Regions from separate parts of the Sus scrofa genome. Here all the other regions are linked to region 3. The links are chromatin contacts, called in public Hi-C maps. All regions are on one chromosome and are shown on one strand. The core of a region is the stretch at or near the end of the contact, and the rest is flanking DNA. Distances in the headings are between cores, read along the strand shown. Region 1 overlaps P2RX7 (P2X purinoceptor 7). Region 2 has its middle 56 kb from the start of ATP2A2. Region 3 overlaps IFT81 (intraflagellar transport protein 81 homolog).

Evidence for each region. A called contact is a pair of places that touch in the nucleus more often than the background predicts.
Region 1: a Hi-C map of fetal heart ventricle shows a contact between it and region 3, with 4 times the contacts expected there. The contact joins two enhancer-like sites. A contact is called at or near these places in 2 of 47 Hi-C or Micro-C datasets (embryonic fibroblasts and fetal heart ventricle).
Region 2: a contact with region 3 is called in a Hi-C map of subcutaneous adipose tissue, with 3 times the contacts expected there. The contact joins two enhancer-like sites. A contact is called at or near these places in 1 of 5 promoter capture datasets (liver), 17 of 47 Hi-C or Micro-C datasets (alveolar macrophages, blood, embryonic fibroblasts and 7 more) and 2 of 2 datasets of contacts at active chromatin or transcription factors (alveolar macrophages and skeletal muscle).

The regions. Positions count from the first base shown.
Region 1 is chr14:31,430,926-31,435,104 of Sscrofa11.1, forward strand. The region is part of intron 8 of P2RX7 (P2X purinoceptor 7); the gene reads right to left. It overlaps IFT81 (intraflagellar transport protein 81 homolog), which reads left to right. Exons shown (of 20, transcript XM_021073043.1): 2 at 73-142. Among named protein-coding and RNA genes, the nearest start is that of IFT81, 7.5 kb to the left of the region's middle. Within about 2 kb of position 2,061, at least 2 of the 83 cell types and tissues checked have an H3K27ac peak or open chromatin away from gene starts, as enhancers often do.
Region 2 is chr14:31,617,235-31,621,263 of Sscrofa11.1, forward strand. No RefSeq gene overlaps it. Among named protein-coding and RNA genes, the nearest start is that of ATP2A2, 56 kb to the right of the region's middle. Within about 2 kb of position 1,982, at least 27 of the 83 cell types and tissues checked have an H3K27ac peak or open chromatin away from gene starts, as enhancers often do. A contact at or near this core is called in alveolar macrophages, retroperitoneal adipose tissue and subcutaneous adipose tissue, where this site is marked.
Region 3 is chr14:31,506,529-31,510,463 of Sscrofa11.1, forward strand. The region is part of intron 2 of IFT81 (intraflagellar transport protein 81 homolog); the gene reads left to right. Among named protein-coding and RNA genes, the nearest start is that of P2RX7, 32 kb to the left of the region's middle. Within about 2 kb of position 1,878, at least 33 of the 83 cell types and tissues checked have an H3K27ac peak or open chromatin away from gene starts, as enhancers often do. A contact at or near this core is called in alveolar macrophages, retroperitoneal adipose tissue and subcutaneous adipose tissue, where this site is marked.

The sequences.
Region 1 (4,179 bases), core at 811-3,310, 75 kb before region 3:
TCTGGCCTCCAGACCCATGAGAGAGAAATGTGTGTTGTTTAAAGCCACCATATTTATGGTTATTTGTTTCAGCAACCATGGGAAGCAAATCCACACACAGACCCTTTCTGAACCAGAGAAGCTCATCTGACTTCTATTCCATGTAAGTCTTCCCCTTTTTTCATATGGTAAATAAACTGAACCATTGAATAAGGACCTTTTGCCACAGATCTCTTGGTAAAGAACAAAATTCTGCAACGTGATCAATCCCTTCAACTTCCTATGAGTTAGAAAGTCATATTTTCTCTCATGTACCTCATATAACCTCTAATCTCCTTTTTTGTGTGGCTCTTTGAAAATAACTTGTCAGTTACCCATCCGAGCTCAACAATTTATTTTTGGCTTGAGATTTCTTCTGGTGCTTATTCCAGACAACAAATGCTCTAACACTTTGTTCTAAAAGAATATTAACATCACAACCCGTTCTTCAAAAAGCTCAGATCTCTCCAGGAGCTAACATTCTTGGGCTTAGCTCAGCGACTTGAAGGACGTTTGCTAACATCTGATTGGTACATTGCCCTGCGTGTGTCTGCTGATGGCTGGAAAAACAGCCTGTGGGGGCAGTTAGGGGACCGCCGATCAAGGCCTCTCTGCTTGCTAATGGCCATGAGCCTATTCAGTAGACCAGCAGGGAATGATCAAAACATTGCCTAAATTAGGAGCTGGTTTCAGGGCCTTGGATGAAACTCCATGGACCCAGAGAAAGCAAAAAGCCTCTTGTGTCTGGATCTCAGCTGGCCTTTAGTCAAGGGTCTCAGACTCAAATGCCTGTAGGAGCCAGGCAGTCCACAGAAATGAGAGATGCAGCCAGGTAGAAGGCAATACGGAATGGTGAGGACCATGGCAAACCAAAAGCTGAATGCCCTTTCTAAAGGGAACCACTGCAGTTCCAACTGAGGTGCAACTGTATCTGTGGCATCTCTAGAATGCTGGGAAGCAAGTTCAATCCCCAGCCTGGAACAGTGGGTTAAAGGGTACGGTGTTGCAGCAGCTGTGGTGTAGATCGCAACTGTGCCTTGGATCTGATCCCTGGCCCAGGAACTTCATATGCTGCAGGGCAGCATAAATGAATGAATGAATGAATAAATAAATAATAAATAAAATCCTGATACTCAGCTCTAGCTGAGTGCTGCCATGTGGCATATGAACCCAGAGATTATCTGATGGTTTAATTTTTCAAAAAAAAAAAAAAAAGTAGGAACTCCAGATTTTTATGTAGAATGTCTCAACTTCAAAACATTGTGCAGGCCAAAAATGAAAACAAAAAGCTGTTAAAGGCTGTTTGCCAATTAATGATGCTGCTTTTGAATAAAATATAACTCAATCCATTTGCTTGAGCAGACCCCTCTAGAAGTCAGTAAGAGTGCTAACAGAATGGTTAGGAAGAAGTGAATGTATGTGTTTGGGTGTGTGTATGAGTGTGTGCGTGTACGTGTGTACTTTGACCTGTATTCACATGAACAGACACATTTTTATTCATTCTCCCAGGTAGCAAGCAACCTGGTGGCGGAAACAAAATATAATCAGATGAAACATCTAAGAAGAAAGTATGTTTGGGCTGCTAGATAATAGAGTGCTAGACCAGTGCTTCTCAAATGTTTATGCACACATGAATCTCCTGGGAATCTTAAAATGCAGATTTTGATTCGGTAAATTGAGAGTGGGGGCTGAGATTTTATATCACAACAAGCTCCCACTGAGGCCCGTGGGTCTGGTTCCAGGACCATGTCTAGATGCATGGTTCTCAAACTTGAGTTTGCAACTGAATAACCTAGAAGGCTTAGGAAGACAATCCCCAGAGTGTCTGATTCAGTAGGTCTGGGGTAGAGCCTGAGAATTGCATTTTTAAGAAGATCCCACCTGATGCTGAAGCAGGGATCAGCACTCTGGTCTAGACTATTAGGACCGAAGGTATTCAGAGAAGCGAGTATCTTTGTGAGTTGATTCCCTACTGTGGGCTCCTGTGTGCAGTGTCTCTTCTTAACTAGGAGAGTTCAATCCTCAGGAAAGTACGGGCTGCCTGCAGGGCTCCTCCCCTGTGCTAGGAGAAGCCTTCTCTGCTTGCATCTCCCCCGACCCCCATCACACCATCTTGTTTGATTTCCTTAGAAGCATTTATTATCATCTAAAATGGTCTTGTCAGATTTATCTGTTTGTTCTATCGAGGTATAATCAGCATATAATAAAATGCGTAAGTCCTAAGGGTTCAGTTCAGTGAGTTTTGACAAATAAATACCCTGTGTAACCTACATCTCTATCAAGATTTAGAGCATTCCATTCCCCAGAAAATTCTCTTGTACTCCCTCCCAAATCAGTTCCTACGTTTTCTTCCCACCCCCACACCCCAGCCCAGCAACCATTGTTCTGTCTTTTATCATCACAGATAAGTTTTGCCTGTTCTTGGACTTCATATAAATGGCATCAGAGAATGTACTCATTCGGGTCTGGCTTCTTTCACTCAACATAATGTCTGTGGGATTCATTTATGTTGTTGCGTGTATCGGTAGTTTCTTCCATTTTTATTTATATTAGGTAGTGTTTTATTATATAAATATAAAAAATTATTTCTCCATTTACCTGTTATTGCACGTTTGATTGCCTCTAGGTTTTGGCTCTTATGAGTAAGGTTGCTGTGAACTTTCATGTGCAAATTTTTGTGTGGATACATGTTTCCTTTTTCTTTGATAAATACCTAAGAGTGGAATTTCTGGATTATAGGGTAGATGTCTGTTTAACGTTATAAGAAACTTCCCAACAGTTCTATGATGTGGCTGTACCATTTTACACTCCCACTAGGAAAGGAGGAGAATTCCAGTTGCTCCTCCTCCTTGCCAACATTTGAAATTTCCAGTCTTTTTATTTAGTCATGCTGGTGGGCATGTAGTTATATCTCATTGTGGCTTAAATTTGCATTTCCCTGGTGACTAATGATGTTGACTTGTTGAAGTTTTTAATTTGCTTATATTTTGTGTTACATGATACCTATATTCATGTTCTGTTAGAATGTATGCTAAGTAGCAACTTGTCTATTTTGTTTACCAATGTATATCCATTGGGTCAACAAATATTTTTTCTTCCATATATTAATGAATGAAGAACATCAGTATCAATTTCCTACCAGCTTCATAGACAAATTGTGTAACCATTATTTTAGGGGTACACTCAACAACTCTCTCTGAAAGGGGACCCGCAAAAGCCTACTTCGTGTCTGGAAAGAGAGCACAAAATGACCAGCCATAACCACAGTCACAGAATCCTGTCTGGCTCCCACAGGCAGGGATAGGATGTGGAGACTGTGTGATAAGCCTTAAACTGAGAGGCCAAGTTACTGCTGGTCTAGTGTTGTAGGGTCAGTCGGAAAAAATTATTCAAACATAGGAGATAATCTGGAAACTAAGTTCAGGGCACCGGATCACCAATAGGAAAAAGTCAGGAACAGAGGATTGAACTATGTAGAGTGTCAAAGTAAGAATAGATCAGCACAAAACCAGCACTAGCCAGCTCAAGAGGGAAAATAATCAGAATTCACAGGGTTCACAGGTCCAGAAGCCAGAAGCATACATGAACTTTAAAAGAAAGATAAGACTGCAGTGAGGAAGTAGTGAGACCCATGGTGTCAGAAGTCTTTAAGCTGTTCTTACCAAGAGGACTTCCAATCAAGATGGCAGGCTGAGGAGTTCCCGTGGTGGCTCATCGGTAACAAACCCAACTAGTATCCATAAGGATGCAGGTTTGATCCCTGCCCTGGGTCAGTGGGTTAAGGATCTGGCATTGTCACAAGTGGCAGCATACGTTGCAGATGAAGCTTGGATATGGCGTTGCTGTTGCTGTGGTGTAGGCCAGCAGTTGCAGCTCTGACGCGACCCCCTAGCCTGGGAACTTCCATATATTCCAGGTGAAATTGTTAAAAAAAAAAAAAAAAAAAAAAAGGCTAGGTGCTTGAGATGAGTGGGGAGTAAAGCCATGCAACCCCTGGGAGGACCAGACCAGATCTGTATCTGAGTAGCTAGAGTCTTTACTAACACATTTCTTGGGAAGGGAGCTGAGGCCACAGGTGCCCAGCATAGCAAGGGAGCAGGGATGCGATACTTCTAGAGGAGTGAAGACCTCCAGCACCTAGAACTAAGCTAGAGACTGGTT
Region 2 (4,029 bases), core at 732-3,231, 110 kb after region 3:
TCCCAGAAACAGCACTTTATTCCCTAAAGGAACTTCAGTTTATAAGATTATAAAGCCTAGTGATTAGTTTTTTCAGCCTTCACTGTCTTTGGTGCTCTTCTCTTAATTTAAAAAAATTTTAATGACAGATACGCCAAGGAATGCTTATAATTCTGATTTGATTATTGCTTGCCATCTTTATTCCACACAGAAAGAGTATGTGGATTAAACACTATGGTAACTCCAAAATTACTTTATTAACTGAAGCAGAACATCGTTATTACTTCAAGAAAAGCAAATTGGAAAAAAAAAAAAAAAGCCCTAAAAGTACAGAGTTATTTATAGTTTTTATGTAACATTGGACATTTAGTAATGCAACTTAATAGGCTTTGTACAGTGTCTTTCCACTCATTTCATGATTCGATTGGAACATTGCAAAGCTTTGACTAACTCTGACAGTTTTTGACAGGTGGCACTTACAGAAGAAGAGCTTATTACATTTTTCCTTCAGGATTGATACTCTAGCTGGCTAATTGATGAGAGTACTTAATTGTTTTGGAAAATAATCTGTCTTGCACATAATGGCCCAAGTAAAGGAGAAAATGTAGCCTGTGAAATATGCTTCTGTGTTCACAGATTTTCTCCTCCTAGGATCCAGTGTTGCCAACTGTTGCATGAGACTGACTTAAACTGTAAATTTCAAAAGGCCACTGCTTATCTTACTTTCTGTATTAGTTAAGGACATAATCCAACTTTAAAGGTTATCCTTTGAGAAGAATCTTATAATACAAGATAATGTCTTTTCGGTTATAAATCTATTAACAACTCAGTCCAACATCATGTATTTTCCAGGTCCAGAAAATGTAGCAGAATGCTCTTAGAACATTGTTTAAAGACCTGTGGAAATTAAACCAGATCTCAGGAAATTATAGAATATTTAACTTTCTTCTTTAGATTAATACTTTGTATCATTTTGCTTTAATGCAGCAGTGAACAATAATAAAAGAAGCCATTTCATTAAACTATCAAATAATTAGTTTATGTAACATACAGTTTTTTTGGAAAATTTTAAGCTCTGCATTTTCCAAGTGAAATTCTAAAGCTTTTATGCAACACGATACAGAGCACTTTTTGGTAATTTGAATAAGAGACTGAATATGTTGCTCAAACTAAAAATATATAAATTTGCAGAATTCTGAATTGAATTTGAAACTATGCACAAATGAATAGCTTGCCAGAGCTACCTTTGTACTGAAATAAAATTTGTATTGAAAAATGGCTTCATATGGATGTGTGTGTCTTATAGAAACTTCCTTGTCTTACACAGGCCTTCTCCCAACGTTAGTGACTAATGAGTGTGAATCAAAGACTTGTTTCTACAAAAGGTTCTAGGTGCTTACATCATTCCTTTTGAGTGGCATGGAGTGTTTGGCCCTAGGGGGTGGGTAAGTTAACCCCCCAATAATTAACTTTCCTTAAACTGGGTTGTTATTGATAACGTCTCCAATGTTGTAGTAAAGGTGAGATCTAGATTGTGCATATAATGAATCCTGTTTTAAACAATCCATGGCAGCCAGGAAGAGAAATAAAGTTAAAGTTGCCCTTTTATTAAATATGTGATTATTTCTCTCCTCAGGAGAAGCTACTGGCTTAGCTCCTCCTCTCTTTCCTTTTAATGAGAGCAGTTTAATTACAGCTGTTTGATGTCCAGCAACCAGCCATGAGGTGAATGTTTTGTCTGAGGAGAAAAGAGAGGGATCCTTTAAAGTCATCTATATATTGTCTTTGACCCTTCTGCCTTAAGGCAGTCTTTAAAAAAGAAAGTTATTTGTAACTGTTGTGCAGTCTCATCCTGTCCTTGCAAAAGGAATCAAAAACTAAAACACAAAATCCAAACAAACATTTTTTTAAAGATGGACAAAATATGCTTTCTGCTCCCATGCTCCCTCTTTTGGCAAACTGTAAGTACTTTCTCAGCAAACACTGATAATTTCAGTTTCCTTTCTAGAATTGCTGAGAGACTTGAGTCACGGAACTTGGTTTACTGCTATGGAAATTCACTATTCAGAACACAGAGGAGACTAAAGATCTCTGTTTTTCAGTGAAAGTCTTTGTTTCTGCCTCACTTCAGAGTGTTAACTAATGGCAGGTTCCTGGCAAGACTGCTGCTTTAGCACTGCCCATGATAACCTGGTAAAGTCATAGAATTTTGGAGTTTGAAAGGAACCTCAGAATGATTCGTGTAATCATTCATTAGATCTGTTGGAACCTTTGAGGGATCTCTTTCAACCTCTACACAGTCAGAAATCAATACAGTAGTGCCTGTAGCAACTTGCTTTCCAGCCTCAGTAGATAACCGCAGTGCAGCTCACTCCTCACGAGGGAGCCTGTTCCACTGTTAAAGACACAGCTTGATTAGTTTGTTGGTTCTAAAAGTGAAGCAGATTTACAGAGGACGGGAAAATTTTTTTAAATAGCAGTTAGGCAAAGCAAGATTGAACAAATTTTACTCCCTGAAGCTCTGTAGTCATTATAATCATGATGATGGTGAAGATGATGATGCTGGCAGCTAACTCATTATTGAACACCTAGTATGTATGAGACACTGTCCTAAGTGCTTTATGTATAGGAACCAATGTGACTCTCAAAATAACCCTATGAAGTGTAGATACTCTTATCCCCACTTTATAGATGAGGAAACTGAGGCACAGAAAAGCTTCCACAGTATTACACAGCTAATAACCATGGCAGAGCCAGAGTCTAAGACTTTAACTGCCATGTTGTCCTGCAATATGACCCATGAATATACTGGCTGTGTATATCCAGACAGGTTGATGTCCATTTATGAACTATAATATGTGTGAAATTATATTTAATGCTTCTTACAATTCTTTTTTTTAAAATGTGTTTCCTTACTGTACCTGAAGAACAAACTTAACTGCTTTTCTAAATGATTAGAAATAAACTCTACTGGAGTTCCTACTGTAAATCAGTGAGTTAAAAACCCGACTAGTATCCATGAGGATTCGGGTTCAATTTCTGGCTTCGCTCAGCAGGTTAAAGGATCTGGCATTGCCACGAGCTGTGTTGTAGGTCACAGATGCAGCTCAGATCCCACATTGCTGTGGCTGTGGTGTAGGCCAGCAACTGCAGCTCCAATTCAACCTCTAGCCTGGAAACCTCCATATGCTGCAGGAGTGGCCCTAAAAAGAAAAAGGAAAAAAAATTCTACCAATTATATGAGAGAAATATAGTAAAAATGATCATCAAGTAAATGCATCAAAGAAATGAGTAATAGGAGCTCCCTGGTAGCCTAGCAGTCAAGGATTCAACGTTGTCACTCCTGTGGTTCTGGTTACTACTATGGCATGGGTTCGATCTCTGACCTGGTGGGAAACTTCCACATGCTGCAAGTGCAGCCAAAAATAAAATTGGAGGAGCTCCCACTGTGGTGAGCAGGTTAAGGATCTGGCATTGTCTTTTCAGCAGCCTGGGTTCAATCCTTGGACAGGCACAGTGAGTTACGGATCCAGCATTGCTGCAGCTGTGGCATAGATCGCAGCTGCAGCTTGAATTCAATCCCTGGCCCAGAAACCCATATGTCACGGGTGCAGTCAAAAAAGAAAAATTAAAAAAGGAGTAATAGTTTTAGATACAGTGCAAATGGAAGCTTTGTAGATTGCAATTTAAAATTTTATCTGTGAAAGTCTTTAAATCATGTATGTCTCCTGTTGCTGGATATTTAGATTGATTCCAGTTTTTTACTTTATGAACAGCTCTGCAATGAAACTTAGAGATTTAAATTCAAGGGAGTTCCCATTGTAGCTCAGCAGTAATAAACCTGACTATTATCCTTGAGGATGCAGGTTCGATCCCTGGCCCTGTTCAGTGGGTTGAGGGTCCGGCATTGCTGTGAGCTGCGGTGTAGGTCACAGACAAGACTCAAATCCTTCATTGCTATGGTTGTAGCATAGTCTGGCAGCTGCAGCTCCAACTCGACCCCTAGCCGAGGAACTTCCCATACATGCGGCCCTAAAATAAATAAATAGA
Region 3 (3,935 bases), core at 628-3,127:
CTCCTTTTCCATTAGATTTGAAACTAATAGCTTAAAATATTTCAAGGAAAATGAGCCCTTTTGCTTAAAGGATGCCAGCGTGGCTTTGCTGCCCACCACATCACCAGTGCCTTTTCCATCTCCTTGCCTTAAGTTGAATGCCACTCTGGGTAACACTTCCCTGATGACATGGTAGCGGTGGAGCGCACCACTCAGAACTCCTTCAATAGAGTCTGCTTCGATAAGCCTGGCTGCCTGACAGCCTCACTCCCACTCCTCTGGGTCCACCAAGTTCATGCTGAGGTCATACCTCCCGGGCTGCTCGCAGCCAATGACAGAGCACAGTGGGAGTACTAGTGTAGCATCCCTGCTTCCCAACCTAGAATTCCTCTTATAGCTGACTGTGGCTGGGGAATCCCCTTCAGCATAGCCAAAACTCTTAGAACTGTGCCACTGTCCAAGGCTCTTCCTATCACATCCTTCCTTCCCCCTCTCCTTCCAAGGTATCAGACCAGCAGCACAGTCTGAACAGTCTCCTGCCTACCCCCACTCCCTTCCTCTTTATCCTCCAAAGGCATAAATAAGTAAATCCTAAGTAAATCTCTTGCAAGTGGATGCCCATCTTGGCATCTGCTTCTCGGAGGATCCGTACTAGCACAGTTGACTTCCATCTTGTGAAATGAGCTAATGAGGTCTTAGCCATCCAAACCTACAGGCATCTGTTGCCTAGGAAATGGGGTTTTACACTGTAATGGTTAGGCCCATGGGCTTTGGAATCAGAATGACCAGGGTATGAGCCCTACTTGCCAGTGGTATGATCTTAAGGAATTTTTATAACCTGCCCTGAGTCTCTACTTCCTCATCTATTGAAAAAGTGATGCTCAACCAGAAGTGATATTTGTCCCCCAGGGACATTTGGCAATGTCTAGAGACAGTTTTTGGTTGTCACAACTGAGGAACTAAAGGGAGAGGAGTTATTGCTATTGATGCCTAGCGGGTAGAGGCCAGGAATATTGCTAAATATCCCTCAGTACACAGAGCAGCCCCTCCCAACACACACACACACACACACACACACACACACACCCCAGAACAAAGAATGATCCAACCCAAAATGTCCATAGCACTGAGGTTGGAAAACCCCAGTTCAAAAAGCTGTTGTTAAGATCCAATAGGATCACTTGTACAATAGCTGTCATTTCTGCTCCCCTTCCTCCTTGTAAACTCCACACTGGCAAGGACTGGATAACTCTGAATTAATATTCAGTGTCACTAATGACTAGACCATAGAAGGTACTAAATAACTTATTATGAATTGAAATATTTATCAATAAGTGCAAATCAACAAATGGTAACTCTTATTATTATTATTATGACTGTTACCATCGTCATCATCACTGTCTTTCCAGACCCTGGCTCAGTGCACAGGACATAACTGGTCTTCAATATTTGTTGAATGAAGGAATGAATGAGAAATGAAGGGGTAGTTACTCATTAACCACTAATTTATGTGCCTTGGAGAAATATTGGAAACTCTTGGGAAACAGGCCCAGTCTTTCTTTTTTTTTTTTTTTTTTTTTTTTTTTTTGCTGAGAGGAATCTTGTTCGTCAAAGAAATGACTTGAGAGGATTGAGACCTCGGCCAAAGCCAGAGTCAGGAACCTGACTCAAAGTCATGTAGAGTTTAGGACACACATCTTGCTTGGCTTAGGCAAAAAAGGAAAACGGGCCAGGTTTTGTGCGAACTTGCTGTGAAACAAGAGCTGTTTTCAGGGCCCAGGAACACGCTCTGTCCCATGTTTAATTTCTTCCATCTGTCTGGTATCTGCCCTCCGCTGCCCTCTAAGCCATTGCCACACATTGTCTGCGCACACTCCCATATAAGGTGATCTCTCTCTCTCTTTCTCTTCCTCTCTTCCCCTCTCGCTCTCTTTCTCAGGGTTGGACTGCAGCAGCACTTCCTCCACCCTGCGCTCCCTCACTTGGCCTTCTCTGGCAGGCTCTGCTGTGAGGATGGATGGCTGGGGAGCGGGAAGGGGCAAGGGGCTGCCAAAGAATGTGGCAGGTTTATTTTTGTTCGAGCTGCATTCTTTGCCAGGTCTGCAGGCCCCGGCCACTTGGGGATGTCACATGCCGATAAGGCAGTGGGGGGTGACTGAGACCTGTGGCTCAAATCTGCAACACCCCAGGTGTGAGACGTCATCATGAATTGGTGGGGGGGGTTGGGAGCGAGGGAGACAGGGACTCTGAGGTCATGGGACTCGCCTCTTCCCACTGCCTTGTGCCTGATTCCCAGAAAGAAGTCTGATCCTTCAGAGATGCAATTGCAGGAATTGAAATCTGTAACCATTTAGGCCCATCTCTGGGTAAAACCCAACATCTGCGGCACAGTGGAAAAGAGCCAGGTGTCAGGGTGAAATTATTAGCTGCGTGACCTTGGGCAAATTGCCTGACCCCTCTGACTCTCAGTTTCCTTATCTGTCAAAACAGAATCACCAAATCTACTGGATACTATTCTAGTATCATAGTGTAACATAAACTCTGTGTGGCAGCGATCATTGTCTGTTTTGTTCGGTGTTGTTTCACCAGCACATAGCAGAAGCTCAAATGTGTTGAACAAATTAAATGAGATAATGCTTTTAAGTGCTCAGCACCCAATAAGTGATAACCGTTACTATCTACTCAATAACAACTAGTGTTTATTAAGCACGTATTAAGTGCCAAGCCCTGACAGGTGCTGGGGATATAGCAGTGAACAAGACAGACAAGGTCCCTGCCCTCAGAGAGCTTGTATTCTAATGGGGGCGATATGCAATAAAGTAAATTAAGTTCTGTGAATACTGAGTGCTATGGAAGATATTTAAAAAGGGCTGTGGGGAGTTCCCGTCATGGCGTAGTGGTTAACGAATCCGACTAGGAACCATGAGGTTGCGGGTTCCATCCCTGGCCTTGCTCAGTGGGTTAACGATCCGGCATTGCCATGAGCTGTGGTGTAGGTTGCAGACGTGGCTCTGATCCCGCGTTGCTGTGGCTCTGGCCTAGGCCGACAGCTACAGCTCCGATTCAACCCCTAGCCTGGGAACCTCCATATGCCGCGGGAGAGGCCCAAGAAATGGCAAAAAGACAAAAAAAAAAAAAAAAAAAAAGGGTTGTGGAAGAAGCGTGATTTTTAAACCTTTTGGCTGTGACTCACAGTAAGAAATATGTTTGTTGTGTGACCCAGTGAACACATATGCAGTTTATGCAGCTGAAATAAAACTTCCACAAAACAGTTGTGGTAGATTATCTGCAAACATGTCTGCCAACAATTTGGCAAACATCATTCCTGGTATGCACATGCCATTCCGCAGTCAAGAGGTAGAGTTAATGTTGCCTTTCCTTGAACATGAGAGGGCCTATGACTTGCTTTGACTAATATACTGCAATGGAGAATTTCCCTCATGGCTTAGCAGGTTAAGGATCTGGCATTGCAACTGCTGTGTCTCAGGTTGCTGCTGTGGTGTGGGTTCAATTCTTGGCTTGGGAACTTCCGCTTGCTGTGAGTGTCGGGGGGCGGGGGGGGGAAGAATGCAGGAGTTCCCATTGTGGCTTAGCTGTAAGGATCCCAACTAGTATCCATGAGGACTCAGGTCCGATTCCTGGCCTTGCTCAGTGGGTTAGAGGATTCAGCGTTGCCTTGAGCTATGGTGTAGGTTGCAGACACAGCTTGGATCTAGCATTGCTGTGGCTGTGGCATAAGCCAATGGCTACAGCTCCAATTCGACCTCTAGCCTGGAAGCTTCCATATGCCATGGGTGTGGCCCTAAAAAAAAAAAAAAAAAAAAGAATGCAATGGAAATGATACTGTGCTTGTTCTGGGCTTGAACTTTAAGAGGACTGCTGGCTTTCACTTTTATGCCCTTAATACCCAGCTGCCATGTAAGGAGGCTCAGGTTAGACCACTGAATGATGAGACC